Regions from separate parts of the Mus musculus genome. Here all the other regions are linked to region 2. The links are chromatin contacts, called in public ChIA-PET, HiCAR-type and HiChIP or PLAC-seq maps. All regions are on one chromosome and are shown on one strand. Each heading gives the region's core, a stretch centred on a gene start, on an enhancer-like site or on the middle of the called end of the contact. The rest is flanking DNA. Distances are from core to core; before and after follow the strand shown.

Region 1 (2,700 bases), core at 118-2,617, 370 kb after region 2:
GGGTTAACTGGTTTTTTTGACTGGAAGCTGAGCAATCAGAGATAACAGATTTTGCTGTGGTTGGTTGATTTGGCAGAAAAGCATGAACAGTTTTGGTTTAAATGATTGAATAACCTGATTAGCATTGTTTTGGGGTGGTTTTTTTTTTTTTTTTTTTTTTTCCTTCTTCTTCTTCTTCTTTTTTTGAGGGGGGTTGTTAAAGGCACAACAAAGCAATTTGAACAGTAATCAGATCACTGGCCCTTCCCGGGTTGACAACCTTGTTCTTGAGTAAGGCTGCACTTTCTCCCAAACCATTCATGTTGGCCACTAAAGTGACCAAGAGAGAATCATAAATCCACCTTCCTTCATTTTTCCAGTGCATTATACATATACACTACTGCCTGTGTCATTTCCTAGCAGGGGCTTGGAAGAAGCCAGCATTTGGGGAAATTACGTAACCTCAACCAGTTCCTTGCTTTTTTTTTTTTTTTTTTTTTAATGTTTTCCACATTGAGAGACCTGCAGATTTTCGAGCAAAGGTTTAGAATGTTCCAACAATATGTAAGTCAGGCTTTAGAAAAATTCCACCCTTACCTTTTCACAATTAGAAAGGTTATAAATAATGTATTTGGCTGAAAAGGAGGCTCAGCCTGTGGCAGATGGTACCCTTCTAGAGGGCTGGGGTTTCTGGGAAGACGGCATTCTCGCAGATCGGAACTTTAGCAGACTCAGAAAGAGCCAAGCTCCTCATAGGGAGTAGACATGTGCTTTATGGATCTTAGAAAAGCTTACAACTTGGCTCCTAGGAGGAGAATATTGTGTCACACTGGGGTTAGGAGACCCACGGCCAATTTCTGCCAACTTTTAAATTGTATCTCCCAACACCGGGATCAGAGGCCTGGGATTAGGTTAGTGTGCCCTGTGGCAGCGTTTGAACTCGGGAATTTCTAGCACAGGAGTTTAGTCACTTGGATTAATTGACTCCCAGAATGTTAATGTTCTTACACCTACTGGCCACCAACTGATTAGAAAACTTGCCACACAAGTCGAGTCTTTCAAAGTGCTCATATAAATAGACACCAAGGGAGCAAAGCAGGAACGACCAGCAGCCTCTTTGGAGACATCTGCAGGGTTGATTTTGAAAAACCTGGAGAGGGATCTCTTGCTAATTAATGAACAAAGGCTCTCAAAGCTAGGAAATTGGGATTTAAAAGTTCACTTGACAGTGATGCTGTTGCCTTTGACCCTGAAGGGCAAAGGGAAGAAGGATGCCCCAGTGACTCAAAGGAGTTCTTCCTTTCTGTGGTCCTTCTAACTCTCTATAGGTGTGTTCAACCTTGTGGCGAGATCAGTTTAGAAGAAATGCTCAGTGTAGGAAGTGCTAGCCACAGTGGCTTTGGCTGCTTGGATGTGGGAAGGAAGGAAGGCAGGCCTGGCAGAAACTAAGCCACAGAAGAGCCTGAAGGATGAGCAGCTCCCAGACAGAGATGCAAGAGCCTGGAACTACCTCCAGGTCTGAGGAGTTGAGCGAGTCTTCCAGTTCTTGTGAGATCATCCCAGCTTCACTGAGCTGAGATGTCGGAAACAAAGGGGAAGTCGGCTCTTTGCTATTTGCCCCTTGTCGGCCCTTGACCACACCTGCCACTCCATTTAATTAGAGCATCCTTCAGTTTTCCTAAAGAGATATTTCTGTGGAGACAAGGAGATGTCGCAGTTGGTCATGAGCTGGTGGCACATGCGTGAAGACTTAAAATGGATCCCCAGCACATACATAAAGAGCCTTGCATAGCTGCTTGGAATTCCAGTAGTGACAACGTGGGACAGGGGGATCCTTGTGGCTAAGAGTTAGTGAGAGACTGTTTCTGAAAATATGGTGGAGTGTGACTAAGGAACAGATCTGATATTAACCTCTGGTTTACACATACACACATATACATGTACTCACACAGACATCATTTTGAAAATTATATATACTACTCTTCTTATTTGAAGCATCCTGATTTTTTTTTTTGGGTGTTGCATGAGTACGTGTGTGTGTGTGTGTGTGTGTGTGTGTGTGTGTGTGTGTGTGTGTGTGTGTGTATGTGTGTGTCGACATGTTTGTGTGCTAGAGGGTGTGTGAGAAGCTCAGAGGATGATGTATGGAAGTCAGTTTTCTACTTCTAATTCCTGAGGATTGAGCTCAGTGAATCAAGTTTAGCAGGCGCTTTTTCCTGCTCTGCCATCTCAGTGACCCTATTGAAAGCATTTTTGGCGGATCTGTGTTACAAAAGTCCAAGGAGGAAGTAGTGAAGTACAGGAAGAGGGTACTCTAGCAAACGGTAAGATCACTTTAGGCAAAGATCACATAGCCTACAGATTTAGGGTTAAGCAGGGGCAGGGGAAGCCATGGTGACTGGACACATATGGATATGTGTCTGTATATGGATAATAAACTGCACAGCACTTTTATATATGAGCTGTAATTTTAATGAAGGACTTCAGAATGTGTTCACTCATTGTGCAAGCTCTCCTTCCTCCACACCATTGGCTCAGAGAGTCACAGGATAGTGAGATGATGTAGGACATCCTAGTAGGTAGCAGACTTCTCGGGCAGAGATTCTGTCCTCCATACCAGCCAGTGCGTCAACTAGCAAATGGAATCTGTAGAACCAAGGAAGGCAAACCAGACTGGCTACTTATTGAAAACCTCTGCACAATTGAGGAAGTCTGTATGTT
Region 2 (2,700 bases), core at 114-2,613:
ACTAGTCTGTTTTTCCTTTTAATATTTTACACTTGGCCCCAGATAGGGAAGAGTGACTGGAACAAAACCGGTTAATACATAGCTTTTTGTGTTCCATTTTTGTAGGTTTTAAAAACTCCAAGGTTGGACACAGAATAAATTAATTCTTTAAAACATTTTACTCTATTCATTTATTTACTGTGTGTGGAGGCATACCACAGTATGCACAATGGAGGACTGTGGACAACCAGAGTGGACCACATGGTGGGAGAAGGGATCAAGATCATGCTGTCAGCTTTGTTAGCAAGTTCTGTTACCCACTGAGCCATCTTGCTGGTCCAGAGTATGTGGTCTTTAACAAATGCATATGGAGGCCTATGAGATGGGTGGCTGAGGTATATAAGATGCTGCTCCAGTCAACCCAGCAATCCTGAAGAGAGTCTGAAGACACTTTCGGTCTTGAGCAGGTCTTCTACTCCAGTTCGGATAAAATGATGCTGAGATACAGAAAGGGGATGAAGTAATCCACAACTCACAATAGGTCACCTGGACATGTATGTCCCAACATGACATCTGTATGTCAATATTTTGTTTTAAGCCTCGAGTAGCCTCAGACTGCTATAAACAGAAGAATAAATGAACATAGAAGTAGACTGGAGGGCTTACATTTATTTGTTTATTTATTTATTTATATCTATTTATTTTACAATCATCTCCCATAGTCTGGCATTTATAAACCCTTAACTACTTATCATCAATCATTTTTGGTCAACTTTGATGTGAGAATGATTTTTATCAAGTGTCCAGGAAACACACCTGGGTAGATCTGCAGAATGGCCCAGAGTATGAGAGGCCATGTAGAAACAGGAAGCCGAACTTCAGTTGAAAGAGTTCATGTTTTCTCTCTGTTCAGATCTCAGACTAAATTTGGCAAGCTGTGAGTGCCCGTGCAAGGGAAGGAAATGCATAACAGAGCAGAGCAACTCATCTTTCATGGCTTTTGGGAAATTATTTGACAGATCCACAGTCATATTATTCTTTAAAAACTCTTTCATGAGGCATTTCCCAAGAAATTCTGATGTTGACTGTGGTGGACTGACGGGTTGTGTTTACGTACTTCTAAGGGACCACAAGTCTACCTGTGTGTGAATGAGCGCCTTCCTAATAAGTAAATGACTCTGCTTTCATGTGTTTAATAATATTTAGACTTCACTTTTTCTTTTTTTTTTCCCCTTATGTTCTCCCAAAGAAGTTTCGGTCTCTCCCATCATGTGTTGTTGTGGTGGTGAGGTTATTTTTCTTGATGAGTCGCACCCACTCACAGTCAACTTGAAGGTCTTTTCCACTGCAGACAGCCTGTGAATGCGCAAAAGGAAGCTGGTTATCTCCACATCAGCAACTCACATCACAGCGTGATCAGAAGTGACATCACTGTGTGGTTTCACTAATGATATTTAAAGGAGATCACTATTTTCAGTTGCTTTTTTAGTCTCAGAAACCTCTGCATCTCCTTCCACTTCGCTGCCCATCTGTCACCCCTCCTCTGTCCCACCAGATTCCTTCTCAGCACTACTCTCCTCTCCATTTCCAGCCTGTGATGACAATGGGTCCTCTCAGGTTTTTCTGGGGTTGTTTTGTTTTGTTTTTTAAAAAAGAGAAAAGTCAAGTCCATTAATACTATTGACTTGGTAACTTTTTTTTCCCAGAATAAGATCTGAGAAGAATTCGAGAAAACCACAGATACTAGAACTGATGAAGACTGTTTCCTGTGAATTTGTGTGGCTTGCTCACCAAGACACCCTCTGCTAGTCTCATTCTTCCTTCTATAAACAATTTCTGCAATTGGCCCTAAAACCCTCTTGGAATGAAGACACAATTCTTACATGCGAACACTTCAATCCAGGTCCAGTTGTAGATCAACAGGACCTACACAGGGAAGCATCTTTGTACAGACATCTCTTAAACAATTGTAGTGAAATGATCTGGTTTGAAATAGGTGTCCAGAAGAAAGTCCTTACCTTTGCGTATGCAGTGGAAACCCTCCGTTTTATGTTTACAGTGATAAAATTTGTATATGTGTGTATGCATGCATGCATGTGTACATATATATATATATATATATATATATATATATATGTATATATTTGTGTTTTGGAGTGCAGGTAAGGAAGGGCTGAAAAGTGATGTGTGGGGGAAAAACAGAAATCACATACACTAACATTCCAATAGAGGAGTTTGTAATGAGCATACAAATGGTAGCAGGATGTGCATTTATTAATATTTTATGGAACTGGGTGCCATGAAATGATATCGGTCTCCACAGCATCATCTTTATAACATGTGAGACCACAAGATTCTCCAGCCATAGTCACTGAGCCTCTTGGGCTCTATCTTCCTCCAGTCTAAAATAGTTTCTTAACCCCATCACAGTCGGCTTGGGGGGATGGATGCTTCTTGTGATAGGGTTTACTTAACAGCATTCCTGGTTTCTGCTTGTCAGACACCAGTATGTTCTATCAGTTTTAACAGTCTCCAGACAGAGCCAGATGTTTCTCAAGGGAGCTGAACAGGCAAAATACCCTATAGCTTACAACCAGTAAATAAAAATAATTAAAGTTTATAATATCTTTCTATTCTAAAACTTGGTGAGAAGAACATCTAAGATACTTTTTTAGAATGTATTTTACTTACCTTTTAACTATTTTACAAATACATAATAAA
Region 3 (2,700 bases), core at 127-2,626, 400 kb after region 2:
GGGCAGCTAGCAATAGAGCTAAAAATGTAGCATATAAAAGAATTTATAGTGGCAGCACCTAGAGATAAACCAGGGAGCTCGTGACACCATATCCCAGCCAGTTAGTGAAGGCACCATTGGTTTTATTCAAGCAGAGTTGCACTCGGTAGAAACTGGGTGCTAATTCATTCTTTTTGAATGTGCACGTCACAGATACTGCTGTGGCACGATTTCACCTGTGCAGACTTTTATTTAAGGCACTCAGGAGGCCCCGCAGACGTGTGAGTCACAGTTTCTCTTCTTTCTGGTGCTACAACTCTCAGCAGCAGTCTGTGAGAAGATCCCTGTGCCGTGTCCTCAGAGCCCGTCTCCTAGATGTGCACATGTTCCTTGGTGTGTGGGTGGGGGGTGGGGTGGGGGAGGCTGTTCCTTTGCAACCTGGACCTACCCAGTCCTCCCATCCTGTTGGGTAGAGCCAGACCTTGGTCATAGGTAGCTCAGGTCTCTCCATGTCTGCTTGCCCGAAGGAGGAAGGGCAGGAGGAACTCTGATGAGAACAAAGAGGAGGAAAGAGCTGGAAGCCTACACAACTCCTGCAGCTCTCATCTCACCCCTGCGAGGTCAAGTTTAGCTCAGGCTTGACAAAACCTCTGTACTAGATTCTTGAATAAGGGGGTGGGGGTGTTCACTGGCTTCCTCCTTAGGGTGTCCGTAATCATTTGCTGAAAATAGCATATATGTTAGAACTAGGGAGAATATTGATCTGTCTATTTCTAGTTGAATACTAAACCAGCCTATTGGAGTTGATGGCTTTAAGTACCAGCCACTCTTGACAACATGGCCATCCTCACTGCATGCCAGAGTATGTTTTTCAGGACTAGCTAAATTTGTGGATCTAAATAGGATTAGATTTCTGTGCTCTGAAACAAGTACATCTTTTGGTAAGTCTAAGGTTTGGTCTCTCAGGTCCAGCATTATTAAATAAAGTGTGTACTTGCCCACTTTTGGCTAAAAAGCTATGTAAAGGGATATCTTGCCCCTTAAATACTGTTCCTAAGTCCAACAGAGATCTTTGGCTATCCTTTGACTATTTTTAAATGATTTAAGAATTTCACTTTTCTACCTCTATAAAGCTAGCTGAAAGCCATGTGCACTTTTTGCTTCCAGCTCAATAGGTTTAACTGTTACAAAGACAGTCAGAATTCAGTGAGCTCAGTTTTTCCATTTTTAGGAACTTTAGGTAGGATTTAGAGAAAAGGAGTTTTGTGACTTTGGAGCAGCTCTGTAAAGGTCTTCAAGAGAGGAAATGACGGAGGCCACGGTGTGTGTGGCCATGCCACAGCAGGAAGCACTAGTAGCTATAGCACCTCCTTTACCCACGGGCTGACTGAGAGCCAGCCTACCTCAGAGAGGCCCCTGATTCAATCCGAAGCTCTCTGGTATTCATGCTTCAGTCAGGTTAGCTCTTCCTAGACAACATCAGTAAAAGAAGGGAAATGAGCAGACTGAAGGGCGTTCGCTCATAAGGGGGGTTCATCAGAGAGCTTGATGCCTTCCCGTTAAACCCCACGCCGAATGCGATACAGGTGAGATCTTTCAGCAGACTGCCTGACTGTAGAGGCGAGCGTCTTCTTGGGAGTCTCTGTAGTCTTTTATATTTTAGATAATGAAGGTAGGTTTTATTTAAAGTTTAGCTTTTTTTTTCCCCCTCACCTGGGAACTGAAAATAAAGGCCCCATGAAATGAATGAGCGGTGAAAGTAAGTTTATGGAGAGTGATGATAGAAAAATAACTCTGAAAGGGACTACAGATTTTCACACCAAGCAGAGGTGCGGGAGGTCTGAGGTCCTGGGTAAGGACTATGAATCTCACCCACTCCCCTGATATTTGCATCTTAGAAAGTAACCTTAGTACTTTAATTTTTATTTTTATTTTATTTTATTTTTCCAATTTGTTCTAAGTATTTTTTTTTTTTTGTATGCAATTCTTTTGCTTGGTAAAATGGCACAAAGTTTGATTACCAACCAAAAAAAAAGTAAAAGTCCCTGTTTTAAAGACTTACAGAAATAAAGCTGTTGTGTAATTGGCTGCTAAATAAATAACTTTCACAATATGAACTCCAAACCATTTGTGGAGTTGATTTCTAAGTGTCAAAATGATGAAGTTGTTTTTCTCCCTAAATCTTAATCCACTTCTGTTGTAGGTTAATAGAAAAAAAAAATGTATTCTCTTTTGTTTTTTTTTTTTTTTTTTTTTTTTGATTTCAACAATTCCAGTTGCTTTTGTGTCATTTTCAAGCAGTTCCCCCTTCCAAGCAGCATACTTCAGGAATTGGGTTTAAACACACTGTTTCATAAACTGCCAGCCTCCTCGGCCGCCCCAGTGCCTCTGATTCCGTAAATCAGATCATAGGCAGCATGCTGTCATATAATAAGGTGTCTGATCCTTATTACCAGTTTGTTGATGCACAGACTCCTTCAAATTGACCATCGCAGCACATGGTTTCCCTGGAACTAGCTGTGATAATTAGCGTGGTTCTAATGAGACAGAATGTCACTGATCTTGTGCTGAACTGTCGAGTATCGACACTACGGATGGGAACTGTCAGAGCCTGCCATCTGTGACAGCGCTTGGCATATTCCAGTGGCAAGGTAGAGTGTGCTCGGTAGAGTATTTTCAAACAAATGGCCCTTTTCTTGACGAGGCTCTGCGATCTGTTCG
Region 4 (2,700 bases), core at 32-2,531, 430 kb after region 2:
CTTTAACAAGCTTCATTGTGTCCCAGCGTTTCGGCTGGGCATGACATAGTGCTTTGTGCTGTTAGAACCTTAGCAGAGTCAGGTAATTTCCGGGTAGTAGTCAGTTGTGTGCATCTGAGTCTGTCATAGCATCCTACACTCAGCACTTTGCCACTAATTTGTATTACACTCTGTGGCCATATAATACCTGCACATTATGCAAAAAATGTTGTTGACAGTATCTTCTTGCCACACAATATGCAGAGTTGACACATAACCTTTGAAAACAAAGGTGACTAGTATGTGTGCCCTACCTGTGTGGCACTTAGTAACAAAGTCTGTACATATGTATAAAATGCGTATTGACTGGCATTTAGTACTATGAAATTCTGAGCTTAAGCGTCTGCCCCTAGTAGTATCTATAGTTAACAATGCATATTGAAAATACATAGCTTAAATAAAAAAAAATTTAAATGGTTCAGAAGTGATTGGAAATGAGTGTCCCACACCTGCTATTATTAAATTCTTCCCTGGTCCCAGTTGTTCACATTTGGCTAACAAGGTCCTTGATTGTCACAGTATTTTCAATAAATGAGCTATTATGAACTGCCTGGTGATATTTTCAGCAAGAGCAACTAAAATGTGTATGGCCTGTGCTATATAGCCATGGAGGAGATGGGACTGTGCTAAAGCCAGCCAGAAATGTGGATGGCAGTGTGGGAACCCAGCAGCTCCATAGCCATCAAAAAACGGTCATAGAAAGAAGTCTCTCAAGGGCCTATTCTTGGATTCAGTGTTCCCTCAGAAGCAATCCTTTAAATGTAAATAGTGAATACTTGCATGTCTTTGGACAAAAGCTGAGCTACAATCTATTAAAATGCACAATTTTTGATAAAATATAAAGTGCCCTCTAACAAAATGTGGTGGAAGGTGTGTGTTAAGAATACTATACCTGTTTAACAATACCATATGCTAAATAAAAATAGTTTGGAATTAATGTTTAAAACATGAGCAACATTTTTAAGCCTTTCTTATATTCTTCTACATATATGTATATTATACACACACACTTAATTTTATGAAAAGAACACTAGTAAAGTTAAATTGCAGCTATTTTCTTTGAGCCAAAGATGGGTATGAAGTCATCTTTTCCTATGGGCTATTTCCAACTGCTAATATAACTACTGTAACTAAACCACTTGACTTGGGCTTGGCTTTAATCGTGGCTGGTGAGAGATACAGTGGAACTGTGTACAAGGTAAGAGCCAAGACAAGCCGTCTATTCTGCACCCGGTTAAATGCTGAACATCACTTCATTGCTGCAAACTCAGTCAGAGATACATTCCAATAAGGCTTCATTCTGGTGACAGTCTTTAAATCATGCTTCAACATCCTCCAAGAAAGAAGTGATGTCTATCACTGTGTGGTCCCCACCCAGCAACCCCCCCACCCCCCGTGAAAGATCTGACAGTTCCTGTTAGGTCAGGATGCTAAAGTACACATAACACATACGTGTGTGTGTGTGTGTGTGTGTGTGTGTGTGTGTGTGTGTGTGTGTGTGTGTGTGAACGCATTACCTCTGTAACAAGACAATGCAAAGGAGCATTTTGTCCAGGGCACCAACCTGCTGAACAGCATCTCCATTGTGGAGATAGGTTTCACAGCCAGTCACTCGCAGTTTTAACTTTGATACAAAGGCAGCCTACTGGCTGAGGCCTCGCTATTAGCATTGTCCTCCAACATGTTTTAAGCTGAGAGCAAAATTTGAAGAGTGCTTCATTTTCTAAGACTTCCCTGTGTCTTATTTAAAGCTCTCCATTCCACTAGGAGGCATTTCCGGCAGACACCAACATTCTCACTTCAAAGGCATGGGAACATGAAAGTTCAAATATGTTAACTGACTTGTTCAGCTACAAAGAGGCCACATGAACCTCAAATCCAATCCCCCCATCTCCCCCAACATTTCTCCAGCACAGTGAGAATTCAATGCAATTCCGTTCTTCCACAGACACAAAGCAACATGTATTTTGTTAAAAGAGGAAGTTGAACACTGATTTAAGCCGAGTTTAAGAGATGTTTCGCCCTGGAATACAACTCCAAATTCTGCTCTTTGTATAAATGAGAGATATACTCACCAATTTTCTTCTCATAAAAAAAACTATTAGGAAAATTGTGAAAAACAAAAACACAAAAAAAGAAAACATAGAAAAGAAAAAAACTGTAGTCACCTTCCAACTCAGCAATTTTAACATTTTTCTATTTATACTTTATGAAACTCTCTGAAATTAATACAAAGCATCTACAAGAAGAACCCAGCTGTTAGGCAGGTTTCACCTATCATAATACTGCAACATCATGTTACATTTTTTGGTCAAGTAATGAATCTTTTAATTTCTCTTTTCAAAAATTAAAATATTGGTTTTTGTTCCCCAGAGCTTTCTGAGAATTTTCCAAAAGCCACGTTTTTAAGAGAACCCCACAAATATTTGTAAGAGAAAAAGCAGAGGCAGGCCAGCCTCCCTCTATTTATAAACAGTCCGTGCTTTCAAATCGGTTCAGAAAACTAAAGTACATAATTTTCAGTTCTGCATAATAAAATATGTAATTAAGCAACATTCCACAGTGGATTAAAGAATTAAAAGCTTCAGGTGCAGAAAAGAATTTGTTGGCATTTTCACTTTCAAGGTGGTATTTTGAGGTGTTGCTTTCTGCTTTCCTTTG
Region 5 (2,700 bases), core at 147-2,646, 280 kb after region 2:
ATATTACTTTTAAAAGTGTGCGTTGGACCTCTGTGCCTTCGAAGGTCAAGTTCAGCCTCTCTTGGAGACAAAGGGAGCCCATTACCATTACAGCCTGCGTTTCCTTCCCTCTTTGTTCATTCTAAAGCAGTGCGCTGTGACCGAAGGCAGGAAGGAGCCACAGCACACACACTGCGGCCGTCCAGCCTCACAGTGGATAGTGCACCCCTGAGTGTGGAATTTGCGTACCCCTCATTGGGAATCCTTGATCCATCTAAAGAACCATCAACTGTTTTGTTTTCAGAACAATACTGGAAAGAACCTATAAAATATTAGATTTTTTTTAGTTTTTGACTTTGAGCTCACCTATGGAAGGAGGTCTTAGTCAGGGTTTCTATTCCTGTGCAACATCATGACCAAGAAGCAAGTTGGGGAGGAAAGGGTTTATTCGGCTTACACTTCCATAGTGCTGTATGTACTAGACACCTCCCTACCCCTGTAAAAATCACCCTGCACCTTTTCTAACACTGCTGCTCTTTCTGCCACAACTTTTAAGACCACGAAGTGATCCAAACGCTTAAAACCCCTGTTCCTTTTTTAAGAAGCATGTGGGCTGCAGCAACTGGGGATGATCCATTCCCTTCGAAGAAAGTGATCCCCCGAGAAAAAGGGCAAGAATGGGGATTTACGAATGGTTTTCTTGTGTAAACATTGCCACACGACGTACCTCCGTGAAGGCAGTACTAACTATTGGTGTTCACAGGCATGTAAAAAAGTTTAAGGCTGCTACAATGCTAAAGGAAAAAAAAGAAAGAGTATAGCTGTGGAGATCAAAGACGATCAAACAATGAGAACCTCTGGCGTCTTAACAGTTATCAAAGGAAATCACACAGCTCTTGGAGCAGACAATGCTACTACTTCATTAGAAACGCACAACAGACAGTGTGTGTGGGGGGGAGGAACAGAGAGACACACAGAGACATAGGACAACAAAACATTAGTTTCTCCTCATATTTAACCCAGCATCTTTTCAAACATGTAATGACCTGCTTATTTTGCTGAGCGGAAAAAAAAAAAAAAATCACAGAACTCTTAAACTAAAAACTTCATTTCTGGGACCTTACCTAGCCGTCACCTTTTTTTTTTTTTTTTTTTTACATTCCCAAACTCAATTATAAAAAGTCCCACATTAACCATGTCTATTCAGTTCACACCCAGCACAACTTAGCCTGATATAATCAGGTCTATCAAAATACTAAATCGGTAGTTTCAGGTGGCTTACCACATTAGAGTCTTTTTCGGGACAAAAGAGGCATATGGAAATTTACAAAAGTCCACGGTGAGGTTGATGATATATTTACTGGAAACCCTAGCCCATCTGGGGTATATAGGTGTGTCAGATTTGAAGTTCAAAGACAGCTAGCTGTGTGGGGAGAACGAATTGAAATGGAACTACCCTTGAATCCACCCAAGGCTGTGCAGAAAACTCTACCACCTTCTCCAAACCTGCTGCAAGGATCTAAGGAGGAGCCAGTGGCTACTGTTGAGCCTCTGACCAAGGAGCTGGGCACACATGTGGCTGGTAGCTGGACTGCCGAACCTCAGGCTGTGTGATGAGAGGGCCATTGAGAGCCTAGATAATGACTGCAAATTTCTTTAACAGAGGGAGTTTGGGGGGCAGGAAGGCAGGGGGTGTTGTTACAGGAAGGAAGAATGGAGTCAGATAGGAGTAGGGAAATATTCTTCCCAAGAGAGCCTGTAGGCCAGATAACCAGAGACCCAGGCAGAGAGAGGCTAGGTGGGAGGCAGCTACACCTCTGCCAGATGCCACCACATCAAAAGAGGCTCTTGAGAGACCCAGAAGAGGAAACTTTCAACAACCCTCCACAGTGTCAGCAGAGAAAGTGTCAGGTTGACAGTCTGCCCTTGCAAGGACTACACCGTCTTAATCCAGTACCAGACTAACAGGCTTCTTGCGTCCCTCTGCCTCTCCCCTCTGTCCTCTGGGCCTCACAAACAGCCATTGGCAAGATGGGGGAAGAAGGAAAAGTATATAGAGTTTGGAGCTTTAAATGGGGCTTTATAGCCTCCAGATTGGAGACCCTGGCTGTAATGGCCAGGGACCTTTCAGTTCCCTAGCAGGGAGGACAGGAAGAATGCATGAACCTGCCCAAATGTTTAACCAAGGCAAAGAAAGCCACCACCCGAGCAGAGCTGAGGGGACTGTAGGGAAGAAACATAAATTTGTTTATTAAGGACTGCTACTATGCAAGGGTTCTCGTGTACCCAAGCTCTCAAAAATCAAGGATCTCTAAAAGGCAGACAAAGACATCTTTTTTGCTTTCTTTTGTTGTTTTTTTCGAGACAGGGTTTCTCTGTCTGTGTAGCTCTGGCTGTCCTGGAACTCACTTTGTAAACCAGGCTGGCCTTGAACTCAGAAATCTTCCTGCCTCTGCCTCCCGAGTGCTGGGATTAAAGGCGTGCGCCACCACGCCCGGCTCAAAGACATCTTTAAAAGGCATTGTGAAGTGACAAGCAACGAAAACAAACATGAGGGCCGAAACTGAATTCTGAACTTTTAAAGATATTGCTTGAGGACATTAAGAGCTTAGGATAGGTATAACCCAGACTTGTTCCTGTTCTCGGTGTTGTTGGTCAAGGAAAAAAAAAACAAAAACAAAAAACTACAGGGCCAAACATCTGTCTATAATCTTATTACTT

Evidence for each region. ChIA-PET counts read pairs in DNA pulled down with a chosen protein or histone mark. HiCAR-type assays count read pairs that join an accessible place to other places. HiChIP or PLAC-seq counts read pairs in DNA pulled down with a chosen protein or histone mark.
Region 1: a contact with region 2 is called in an H3K27ac HiChIP or PLAC-seq map of regulatory T cells, with 8 times the contacts expected there. The contact joins two enhancer-like sites. A contact is called at or near these places in 2 of 484 Hi-C or Micro-C datasets (the HPC-7 cell line and memory CD8 T cells) and 7 of 115 datasets of contacts at active chromatin or transcription factors (CD8 T cells, T-cell acute lymphoblastic leukemia, bone marrow-derived dendritic cells and 3 more).
Region 3: an RNA polymerase II ChIA-PET map of memory CD8 T cells shows a contact between it and region 2, with 613 read pairs. The contact joins two enhancer-like sites. A contact is called at or near these places in 7 of 115 datasets of contacts at active chromatin or transcription factors (CD8 T cells, bone marrow-derived dendritic cells, double positive thymocytes and 4 more).
Region 4: a BATF HiChIP or PLAC-seq map of CD8 T cells shows a contact between it and region 2, with 7 read pairs. The contact joins two enhancer-like sites. A contact is called at or near these places in 4 of 115 datasets of contacts at active chromatin or transcription factors (CD8 T cells, double positive thymocytes, effector CD8 T cells and 1 more).
Region 5: a contact with region 2 is called in a HiCAR-type map of Th17 cells, with 7 times the contacts expected there. The contact joins two enhancer-like sites. A contact is called at or near these places in 2 of 15 datasets of contacts at CTCF or cohesin (CD8 T cells and large pre-B cells), 13 of 484 Hi-C or Micro-C datasets (CD4 T cells, CD8 T cells, Th1 cells and 5 more) and 13 of 115 datasets of contacts at active chromatin or transcription factors (CD8 T cells, Th17 cells, Th2 cells and 6 more).

The regions. Positions count from the first base shown.
Region 1 is chr17:51,787,983-51,790,682 of GRCm38.p6, reverse strand. All of the region lies in intron 5 of Satb1 (special AT-rich sequence binding protein 1), which reads left to right. Among named protein-coding and RNA genes, the nearest start is that of Satb1, 43 kb to the left of the region's middle. Within about 2 kb of position 1,367, at least 59 of the 459 cell types and tissues checked have an H3K27ac peak or open chromatin away from gene starts, as enhancers often do. A contact at or near this core is called in CD8 T cells and regulatory T cells, where this site is marked.
Region 2 is chr17:52,161,429-52,164,128 of GRCm38.p6, reverse strand. Gm19585 (predicted gene, 19585) reads right to left here. Exons shown (of 4, transcript NR_155494.1): 4 at 643-1,335. Among named protein-coding and RNA genes, the nearest start is that of Gm19585, 13 kb to the right of the region's middle. Within about 2 kb of position 1,363, at least 81 of the 459 cell types and tissues checked have an H3K27ac peak or open chromatin away from gene starts, as enhancers often do. A contact at or near this core is called in CD8 T cells, Th1 cells, Th17 cells and 6 more, where this site is marked.
Region 3 is chr17:51,761,342-51,764,041 of GRCm38.p6, reverse strand. All of the region lies in intron 9 of Satb1 (special AT-rich sequence binding protein 1), which reads left to right. Among named protein-coding and RNA genes, the nearest start is that of Satb1, 70 kb to the left of the region's middle. Within about 2 kb of position 1,376, at least 44 of the 459 cell types and tissues checked have an H3K27ac peak or open chromatin away from gene starts, as enhancers often do. A contact at or near this core is called in CD8 T cells, memory CD8 T cells, regulatory T cell precursor and 1 more, where this site is marked.
Region 4 is chr17:51,734,477-51,737,176 of GRCm38.p6, reverse strand. It overlaps Satb1 (special AT-rich sequence binding protein 1), which reads left to right. Exons shown (of 11, transcript NM_009122.2): 11 at 1-990. Among named protein-coding and RNA genes, the nearest start is that of Satb1, 97 kb to the left of the region's middle. Within about 2 kb of position 1,281, at least 6 of the 459 cell types and tissues checked have an H3K27ac peak or open chromatin away from gene starts, as enhancers often do. A contact at or near this core is called in CD8 T cells, where this site is marked.
Region 5 is chr17:51,878,542-51,881,241 of GRCm38.p6, reverse strand. No RefSeq gene overlaps it. Among named protein-coding and RNA genes, the nearest start is that of Gm20098, 2.8 kb to the left of the region's middle. Within about 2 kb of position 1,396, at least 35 of the 459 cell types and tissues checked have an H3K27ac peak or open chromatin away from gene starts, as enhancers often do. A contact at or near this core is called in CD8 T cells, Th1 cells, Th17 cells and 6 more, where this site is marked.